3 separate regions of the Sus scrofa genome follow, and regions 1 and 2 are each linked to region 3. The links are chromatin contacts, called in public HiChIP or PLAC-seq maps. All regions are on one chromosome and are shown on one strand. The core of a region is the stretch at or near the end of the contact, and the rest is flanking DNA. Distances in the headings are between cores, read along the strand shown. Region 1 holds the start of ZDHHC4 (a long non-coding RNA gene). Region 2 holds the start of C3H7orf26. Region 3 holds the start of ZNF12 (zinc finger protein 12).

Region 1 (3,445 bases), core at 151-2,650, 190 kb after region 3:
CTTGGATCCTGCGTTGCTGTGGCTCTGGCATAGGCCGGTGGCTGCGGCTGCGGCTCCGATTGGACCCATAGCCTGGGGACCTCCATATGCTGCGGGAGCAGCCCCAGAAAAGGCAAAAAAAAAAAAAAAAAAACCACACACTGTCAATGGGGCTTCCCAGCTGGTCCTCCTTCAAAAGTTTCCTAATCAAACCACTGCGGTCTGCTCTGCAGCATCTCCTGCCTGAAAATACCAACATTTGAGGGGAATAATATGCAAAATGCACTTGCCTCCCCTGCTCCAGCAATAAATCATTCTTTTACTTTCCCAAATATAAATATTCTCAAGGACCTTGATACAAAATGTACCCCTAAAGAATTTGCTGACGATACTATTGGAAGAAGCATCCACTAGGGGCAGTCAGGGGCCCACAGCCAGAATAAGGCATGGCGTCCCAAAAAACATCCTTCCAGGACGGTGACCACAACAACCCGGCATCACCCACAGGGACCAAGGCCAAGACACAGACCTGTGTTAATAAACTGGAAACAGTTACTTTTGGCCTTAGCAAATATTCTGGGAGGGACTTCCAACTGAGATAGCTAAACGTAAAAACTCTTCATGAGATAAGATAGGAAACAAAGAGCAGCAATTCTCACGAGGTGATTCAGGATCCCCAGCCTATATATTTATTTTGTTTGCATAGCTTTCAGCCGGCAGTTCGGACATTCCTCCTTCGAACATTCACTGAGAATTCAAATGGCATCTCCTCTTGTGCAGCGGCGTACGCCTGGCACAACAGGTGGCACCCAAAACTTCAGGAGACATGATTCCTCTAGGAGACTGGATCGGGCTGCAGAGACATCAATTCGACATTCACATAACGTGACAGGCTAGGAGTCAGGGGCTGAATACAGTGTGGAAAAGAATCTGAAAGTTGGGGGGGGGGGCGCTGTTGAGACCCCGCAAGGTGAACAGAGTTATGAGATTTCGAGTGGAAAAGCTAATTGGGAGCTTCTGGATCTCTGGTGTTTATTCCTATGCCTGAGGAGTTCCCGCTGGGGACCCAACAGAAAGGCATTTCCAAGGATACTCTTGGTCCGAAGATTCCAGCAGGTGGGCCTGGCCCGTGCTTCCCCGGGGAGCTGGAACCCGGGACGGGTGAGACAAGATTACAGGGAACACTGGAGGTGTCCGGGCGCCGGGCGGGGCGAAGGCGGAGCTGCAGCCCCACACAAAAGGGGGAAGGGCGGGTCAGACAGGGAGACCAACCCCCCTGAGCCAGCAGGGGTACCTAAAAGCTAGCAGAGGCGGACTTACCGCCGGGATCCGCCAACCGCCAACTGCACCCCGCCAGCGCCTCTAGGGCGCGTCCCCAGACTTCCGGCGGAATCGTGACGTCACACGCGACGCTGGAAGGGGGGATCTAGCCCGACTTCCGGTGGAACGCCGCGGAGGGCTGTGGGGCGGGGCCTGTCGCGTTCGTCCCGCCCCTTCGACGGTGACTGTCGCTTCCCGCTGGGGCTCCTCCAGACCGCGGTCAGGTGTGACCGCTGGGAGGTCCAGTTTTACAGAACTGTTGCTGGGAATCTTCTAGGCCTGTGTGGCCAGAACGCCGAGGTTGTGGAGCGGAAGGTGCCGCCCAGCGGCCTGGGTAGAGCCCAGTCAGAGCCCGGCTCCTAGCCGAGCAGGGGCCCCGGCGGCCCAGAGCGGGCACACTTGCGGGGCTCGGACACTGTCTTCGTGGTGAACAGCTTGCTTTGCGTTCTGCCAGTCACACCGCTGGGATCTGTCCGAACCGTCCCAGTGTCTTCACTCCTGCTGTCTCGGCACAGCTGTGAACATACTGCTCCTGGGAGCATGACAATCGCTTGACTCCAAACCTGGGGAATAAGAGAGAGGGCTGTTGAGTGATAGTTGAACCTAGAGAAGAGCTGCTTCCAAACACAGCATTGAGAAGTCCCCTGTGGGGTGTTCATTTGCCCCGAACGCCTCCGAATCTGCTGAGACCACCTATTCTCAAAGGCCTCTGAACAGCTGCTTGTCACTGAGCCAGGCCAGTCCTCCCTTTGAGAAGTAATGTCTGATCTCCAAACACGAGCATTAAAGCGCCCCGCTCTTCCTGTTTTTTTGCTGCCTACCCCAGCTTCTTAAGTCCTTTTTTAAAAACATACCAACCCGGGCACCTTCTGATACATTAGGTAAAAGGCCTGCATGAACTTGTGGACACAGAACTGAAAAACAAAAAGCAAAAACCAGAAAATGTGATACCACCAGGGAACCCTGTGGTTATGGATGGAACCTCATCACCTATTCAGAGGGGCTGGATTTCGTCGTGTCTCAGCTGACTCATCACCCTGCTGGTTAATTCTGAGCTGGTGGTTAAGTATTTTGATTAACTTTCTTCCCTCATAAATGCAGAACTTTATTTTTATCCCCATTTGTTTTTCTCTGGATGGTTTCAGTTGAGCCTAACTTTAAATCTTGGTTGGTCCCCTAGGGTATTTTGTGCTGGGCCACTTTTCTTTCATTTTTAAAAACGTATGCAACCAATACGATATTATGTTATCCTGGTAAGAGTCAAACTATATGAAACAAAACCAGAAATCTCCCTTGATCATCACCCCTCCCGAATCTCAGCCCCTTGACAGAATTAATCATTTAGTGTGTATCTCCCAACACTTTTACACATTTCTATATATGTACTTATTCAAGACATGTATTTAGTACCGGTATATGCCAGGCACTCTTTTAGGCACTGGAACATAGCAATAAAACAGATAAAAATCTCTGAGCTTCAGAGCTTACATTCTTGTGTAAATATACGAATATATAATTTATTGGTTACCAAAACAGGATTATTTTATACATAGTGGTTCTACGTCTTTATTTTTTGCACCCAACAATATATCTTGGTGATCTTTCCACACCACTACATATAGATGTATGATATTGTGTTTATCTCATTATATGCATTTCAGTATTTAACTGAGCCATAACTCAGCTGTCAGGGTCCAAACTCAAGGGCCTACAGGGGATTTGCAGATAACAAACCAGCAAAGTGACAATGTGGAACAGGTGTGTTTTGTCCTAAGCGGAAGTAGATATTTATACAGACCAAAGGACTGTCCACTTGAATTCCAGTGTTTTAGGAGTATTTGAAAAATCTAGATTTTTATGACATAAATCTAATTTCCGTTGGCAACTAATTCAAGATTATGAAACACCATTCCGGTTAAACACAACACACCCGCAGGACAAATTTAGTCCATGGGCTGCCAGTTTGCAACCTTTAATATAATTTCCTATTACTAAACATTTCGGTTAATTTCAGTTTCTGCTGTCACAAACAGGGCTGCAGTGGAAATACCTCCCTGACTTCATCACCCACAAATAGGTCTATTTTTCTAGGACAGCTACAGGAAGTAGAATTTCTGGGCCACAGAATACATGGGCATTTTTAATT
Region 2 (3,330 bases), core at 651-3,150, 170 kb after region 3:
GAGAAACTGAATTAGTAAATTCTGTTAGCTTAGCTGAGGATGATATTAATCAACATTTTCGGTTAATAATTACTGTAAGTGGATTATCCATTTTTCAAAGATTTTCAGTAATGAAAAAGCAAAACATCTTCCAAAAAAACTATCTAATACAAAATCTACTATAAAAGTCCATTTTTCCTTTGATATTTAAAAACACTCTAGAAGCTCTTTTTTTTTTTTTAATCAAAGTATAGTTGATGCAAAAGGTGCCAGTAGAAGGCTCTCATGCCCTCATCCATTAGAAGAGCCATCAGCTTTGTTAATAGCACCCTGAAACAATTCACACGCTTAGTCATCTAACCATAAAAAACAAGCAAACGAGTTCCCGTCATGGCTCAGCAGTAACGAACCCAACAGGACTCCTGAGGACGTGGGTTCAATCCCTGGCCTGCTCAGTGGACTGGGGGTCCAGGGTTGCCATGAGCTGTGGTGTACGTTGCAGACGCAGCTCCAATCCCCAGTTGCTGTGGCTGTGGTGTAGGCCGGCAGCAGTAGCCTGGGAACCTAGCCTGAGAACTTGACCCCTAGCCTGGGAACTTCTATATGCCACAGCTGCAGCCCTATAAGCTAAAAGCAAAACAAACAAACAAGCAATGTCACAATCTGACATATAATGATCCTTAAAAAAAAAAATCCTTTTTTTGAGGCTGCGTGCACAGCTGTTTCCGAAATCCTACCTTATTGTTTTCAACTAAGAAAAATAATTTGTCACTTGTTCTGAAGATGGAGCCTTTTAAAATTCACCTACCATTAAGAAACTACTGTTTTCCCAAGTATGGTGCTCACCTGTGAATATAGGTCTGGGTATCAGCAAACAGGGCAGTGAATCAAGGAGCTAACATGTGGAAATGGCCCCTCTAGAAATCCAATGAAGTTAAAAATCCTGATAGTAAACCCCTCCTCAGAGACCCTCAAGAGAAGAGACTCTATTTCTAGAGAAGTACCTGGAGCCAAGAGGCTGCACACTCCAACACTGGGATTCGACACACAGCCACTGCCATGGAGACCAGTTTTCCCAACAAGCTCATCCTGTTGTCATCGGCTTTGTTCCCTTGGGGGCTGAAAAGGGATGAGAAGATAATCTGCCGGACAGAATCCTTGGTTTGCTCCTGGAAATAATTGCACATGATTTCAAGAAGTTGGAGCTCCTGAAGCGAATTCAATCTCTGCAAAACAAATCCAGGAGAAGCGATGACACATTTAGCCAATCTGTTCACACAGTAAAAACACAAAATACGCTACTTTCCCCCGGGAATTGTTCACCTCTTTGAATCCCGGGTCCCCGGAGTGGAACTCTACTGTTAATCTCAGAGAATGTCACTCTATGTCATTACGCATCATCCTGGGGTGTTTTTTAGATGACCTACTGCGGCTTAAGATTCTCCGTAACAGGTCTTTAAAGTCTCTTCCTTTCAACACCAAAGAGCCATGGCTGTCACACGCCCCGCAAAACGGAGCAAGGCCAAGCGCGAGAACGGAGCCCCTGAGAGCAAGGGAGTGTGTGGTCTGGCCGATGCATGTCACCGGGAGGGGGAAAGGGAGCCGGGGTTGCTGATCCGGCCGCCCGCCGCACCTTGGGCTGCGCGCCGCGCTCCTTGGGCACCTGGAACACGAACTCCTCGAGCAGCTCCACGGGGCCCTTGTCCACGATGGGCAGCGGCGCGCTCTGCAGCTGGCTGCTAAAGTAGATGTCCAGGTGGTACAGCACCTCCTTGGCGGCGCTGAGCGCGTCGCGGCGCAGCAGCGAGTGACGGATGTCGCTCATGGTGCGGCCGCGGCGGCCCGGGGCGCCGGGAGCGCGTCGGGACTTCCGCCCCGGGCCCCGCGGTCGCGCCCGCCGCTGCGGAGACAAAGAGGTCGCGACCCGGACTCCGCCCGCCGACCCCGTGCCTGGGCCGCGGCGCCCGCCCGCCCGCCGCCACCCGCTCGGGCTTGCTCAGGGGGCCATCGCCGGCGCCGGCGGCCAGCGGGCGCCCCGGCGGTGCGACTGCGGCGCGACCGAGAGCACTGGGAACCCGCCGCCGCTGAGCCGAACGGCGGCGGAAGACCGAGCGCGGCGACGGCGGCCCGCAGGGGCCAAGCGAAGGCGGCGGCGAGGGCCCGCCCTCGGCAGGGCGCCACCTGGCGGCGCGGCCCGCGGGCGCGGAAGGGGCCGCCCTGCGCCTGGGTTCCGCGCCGCCCCGCCGAGCTGGGGTGCCACACCCACCAGTGAGGGCCCCGGGGTCTTATCGATCCCGACTCCCGCAAGAGCCGCCCGAAGCTCCCCTGGCTTCCTCTGCCTGGGGTTCAAAGCATGTGACTGCAGCGAGCTTTTCCAAGGACAGGGATGGGCAGCAGGGCCCTGGCTCAGGCCTCAGCCACTCGTCTTAAAGGTGAAGATTGCATCTCCTCTGAACTCACAGGGCTGCAGTGACAGATAAGGCAGCCTATCACAGAGTCGCTATTCCCCAGTCCCCTCCAGAGGCCCGGCCTAGCCTGGGAGAGCCATGGGAATCAGGTGTCCTGCTCCTGAAGACTAAGACCGGAAAACCTAAAAACCCTCGGCACTTTGTATGAATCTCTTCCTGCCTTCATCCTCTGCAATCAATTCACTGGATGCTTAGCATGGGATTTTAAAAACAGGGCGGAAATTACGTGAATGTGGCCGCAAGAGGCCAGTGGAGGGCGAGCAAGAAGCCACAGGAATATGCCTTCTGTGAAAGCCCATTGTGGCCTGAGGGTGGGCCTACGTGAGGATGCTGGATGTGGTTAAGATAAAAAGAGTCTAGGGGTGGGGGGGAGCCGAGGCCTTTCCCTGGGAAAGACGGAAAGGACATCAAAGAGGGTGCAGCCAAGAGCACCTCCAAGGCACTGAGGGCCTCCGGCCTGTCAGGGGACACAGCCCTAAGGCTCCTCCTGTCCAGGAGCCCAGCAGACCAGGGTCAGCTGGAACCTCTGAGAAGCCAGTGTTGATCCCCTTGGCACCAGGACTTCAGGGATGCTCCTATCCATCTGGCTGAGTGAGCAGAGGGTAAGCAAGGGGCATTTCTGCCACAGGATTTATCAGCCTGGCACCTGGCAGGGATGGAGCCCTCAGTGGACACTAGTTTTCTCCTCCCCTCCTTAGCCACTGAAAGCCGATTCCTAAGTATAGCAGAAACGAGAAAAAAAAAAACCCAAAAACCAATGCTTAGAAAGTCAGCATACATATGTATAAATAATGTAGACTATATTTAAAAGGCAGTAACACTCTCCCACCCACCCCCCTTTTTTTTCCACTTTTCAGGGCCGCACCTGTGGCATATGGAAGTT
Region 3 (3,150 bases), core at 499-2,998:
GATAGACTTTTTTTTTCTTTTTCTTTTGGATAAAGTGTATTAACTAGCAGGGAAGAGCCACTCCGATTATGGGATGAATTTGGTACGATCTCTGCAAGTTAGGGTGCTGTCAAGTCCTTTCACATGAGACAAGTTACCATTTATCTTGAGAACATGTATGCATTGGATATTATCTGCTGAGCGATATAAAAAGATGAGGTTTAGGAGTTCCCTAGTGGCCTAGCAGTTAAGGACCTGGTAGTGTCACTGCTGTGGCACAGGTCACTGCTGTGGTGCAGGGTTCCATCCCTGGCCCGTGGAAAGTCCTCATGCCGTGGGCGCGGCCAAAAAAAAAAAAAAAAAAAAGAAGATCATTTTATTTGCACTCTCATTAGTAGTTTGCCTGTGATGTGCAACACAGTCTGGTTTAATGATTACTTAACAATAGAAGTTTTATTTCTACATTTGTGGAGAGGATTTTCTAGAAGTGGGTGGAAAATTTTATTTTAATTTTTTCCATACCAGCTTTGAAGAAAAAGTTGGCCAAGAACACAGTTACATTATTTCCCCAAAAAAGTGATAAATCATCGTCCTTATGATTTTACACTATCCTCTTTGACTGCTAAGATCCCCAGTATCTGTGGGGTTTTTTTTTTCTCTCTCTCTCTCTCTTTTTTTTTTTTTTTTTTTTGGTCTTTTTGTCTTTTTAGGGCCGCACCCATGACATAGGGAGGTTCCCAGGCTAGGGGTCCAATGGGAGCTGTAGCCACCAGCCTACACCACAGCCACTGCAACCTGGGGATCTGAGTTGTGTCTGCGACCTACACCACAGTTCATGGCAACGCTGGATCCTTAACCCACTGAACGAGGCCAGGGATGGAACCTGTGTCCTCATGGATGCTAGTTGGGTCTCCAACCACTGAGCCATGAAGGAACTCCTGTTGTTTTTTTCTCTAGTTGATTTTTCTACGGTTTTTGAGGGCCGCACCCTCATATGGAGGTTCCCAGGCTAGGGGTCAAATCGGAGTTGTAGCCACCAGCCTACACCACAGCCACAGCAACTCGGGGTCCGAGCCGTGTCTGCGACCCACACCACAGCAATGCCGGATCCTTAACCCACTGAGCGAGGCCAGGGATCGAACCCGCAACCTCATGGTTCCTAGTTGGATTCGTAAACCCCTGAGCCACGACGGGAACTTCCGATTTTTCTGCAGTTTTTAATGCGTTAGTTGTGTAATCTAGATAAGCTACAATGTCTGTTTTCTTTTCCTTCCTTGGATAAACCTTATGCCCTTGGGAATATTATTTTATATCATGTCTGGGCATTTATTTTATTCCAAACTTTTAGTTTTAATGAAAACTTCCAGTATTTCAGTTACGTGAACAAGATAAACTCCTTCTCCTCTCCTGGTTATGGGGAAATCTCAGTTCTAACCAGAAATATCTCAGGCATGCTAAGCATCAGGGCTCCAGGAGGCCATCAAACAGCCCTGCTTGAGGTCACACCTTTCCTTGATCCTTAACAGGAACGAAGACAAATGCGACTTGAGTTCCCGCTCCAGGCAGCCAGTCCTCTCAGCACAGCACCTCTTAACCGCCTGATGAAGCGGATACATTTACGACGTTCCCTAACTTGACGGCGCAGAGGCTTATGGGCAATAGAGTCCGGCGGCGTGTCTGGCTCCTCGCTGTGAGCCCTGGCAGGCGGACTTCCGGCGCCCTCCAGTGTTTGTGCGCCTCGCCCTGGGCGCGTGTTCGCGCCTGCGCACTGCCGCCTCGCCGCAGCCGTTTCCTGTCGGTGCCCCGGTCGCCGCTGGCCTTCGTTCCCAGGCTCTGGCCTCCGGCTGGCGAGGGTTCTGGGGCCTGCGGGGCTGGGCGCCGTCCGGCGGGGCCTGCACCCAGCGGGTGCGGGCTGTGCGGGCGAGGGTTCGCGCGGGCCGGGTGGAGGCTCGAGCGGGGACTTCCGAGCTCGAGCCCCGGAGCCCCCGGCCTGGGCAGGAGGGGCTGAGGGGCCAGGCGGGCAGGGGCGGCCGGGCCCGGGCCCGACCGTCTGTAGCGCGCGGGACGGTGAGGTCCCTGGAGGTCGACTTAGGCCTCAGGAAGGGAAGTTCTCCTGAAGGGAGCTTGTCCCCTAGGCCCAGAGTCGGCTCCTCGAGCCCAGCGACCTCGAGAAGCGGAGAGGAGGGACCCCGGGAGAGGCACTCGCCGGAGGAGCCACCCCCGGCCTGGAGCTTCGGGAGCCCCGGGCGGGTCAGCGAGTCCCGACAGGTAAGTCGTGCATCGGCGGGTAGCAGGGTTGGAGGAAGCCCACCCCGAGCCCCAGGAGAGAGCAACCAGGAGGGTTTCACCGCTTCCCAGAGATCAAAGGGCAGGGCCGGCTGGGAGTTCCGGGGGTCCTGGGGGAGCAGTGGTTAGAGGCTCCGCCGCGGACGTGCTGCGTCCCCTCCTTTCTCCACATCCCTACACTCCTGCCCCTCGCTCTCTAGGGATTCCGCACGGGTCTGTAAAGGCCCATCAGCACCGTGGTTCTCTAATGTAAGTGTCCGCTGACTCCTCTCCAGGTTCTGCCCTGCAGAACCACACAGTGGAGTGAGGAATGAATCTGCGAGGCACCTGTCCTACTGCCTTGGTTGAGGGTAGAGGAGATTGGACCTGAGAAGGGAGGAACTTGTGCCAGGTCACCGGGTCTGTAGGTGGGATTGCTTACAGGACTCAAAGTCGCAGGCCAGTGGTCTGTCCACTTAAAGTTAGTTTCTCAATAAAAAGTTTTTTTGAGCGTCGCGCTTACAGTGCGATGTACGATACTTGTCCAGGTAATTGAAAGTCTGAGCCGCTCCTGCTTGTATCCCTTTACTCAGAGCATCTTTGGATTTTCTGAGTTTGAGTTGTTAATGGGGGTTAGTAAGAAGAGACGTCTATAACTGTTTATTAAATTTTATATTTAATATTGGAGGATTATTGTAATAGGGTTCTGTGGTCATTCACTGATGAGAAAATGTACCCACACAATCACCACTGACAAGTGGGAGTTACAGGTGTGTGGGTGAGGGCTCCCTCTTGACTCTTCCAGGACCTTCTACAGGGTAAAGACAATCTCCCCCAGATTTCTCTCATGGAGCCTGAGCACAGGTGCCCTGTATGAAAGCGTTTCCTTGGTGAATTCTTCCATAG

The links. HiChIP or PLAC-seq counts read pairs in DNA pulled down with a chosen protein or histone mark.
Region 1: a contact with region 3 is called in an H3K27ac HiChIP or PLAC-seq map of alveolar macrophages. The contact joins the promoter of ZDHHC4 here to the promoter of ZNF12 in region 3. A contact is called at or near these places in 1 of 5 promoter capture datasets (liver), 1 of 47 Hi-C or Micro-C datasets (heart right ventricle) and 1 of 2 datasets of contacts at active chromatin or transcription factors (alveolar macrophages).
Region 2: a contact with region 3 is called in an H3K27ac HiChIP or PLAC-seq map of skeletal muscle. The contact joins the promoter of C3H7orf26 here to the promoter of ZNF12 in region 3. A contact is called at or near these places in 2 of 5 promoter capture datasets (fetal liver and liver) and 2 of 2 datasets of contacts at active chromatin or transcription factors (alveolar macrophages and skeletal muscle).

Annotation. Positions count from the first base shown.
Region 1 is chr3:4,642,342-4,645,786 of Sscrofa11.1, forward strand. ZDHHC4 (a long non-coding RNA gene) reads right to left here and starts at 1,401. Exons shown (of 8, transcript XR_002342216.1): 1 at 1,300-1,401; 2 at 639-832. It overlaps LOC110259843 (a long non-coding RNA gene), which reads left to right and starts at 1,496. Exons shown (of 4, transcript XR_002342218.1): 1 at 1,496-2,360.
Region 2 is chr3:4,625,073-4,628,402 of Sscrofa11.1, forward strand. It overlaps C3H7orf26, which reads right to left and starts at 1,901. Exons shown (of 6, transcript XM_021086073.1): 1 at 1,613-1,901; 2 at 984-1,205. The coding sequence starts at 1,804. It overlaps ZDHHC4 (a long non-coding RNA gene), which reads right to left. Exons shown (of 8, transcript XR_002342216.1): 8 at 3,223-3,330.
Region 3 is chr3:4,453,263-4,456,412 of Sscrofa11.1, forward strand. It overlaps ZNF12 (zinc finger protein 12), which reads left to right and starts at 1,749. Exons shown (of 5, transcript XM_005653056.3): 1 at 1,749-2,247.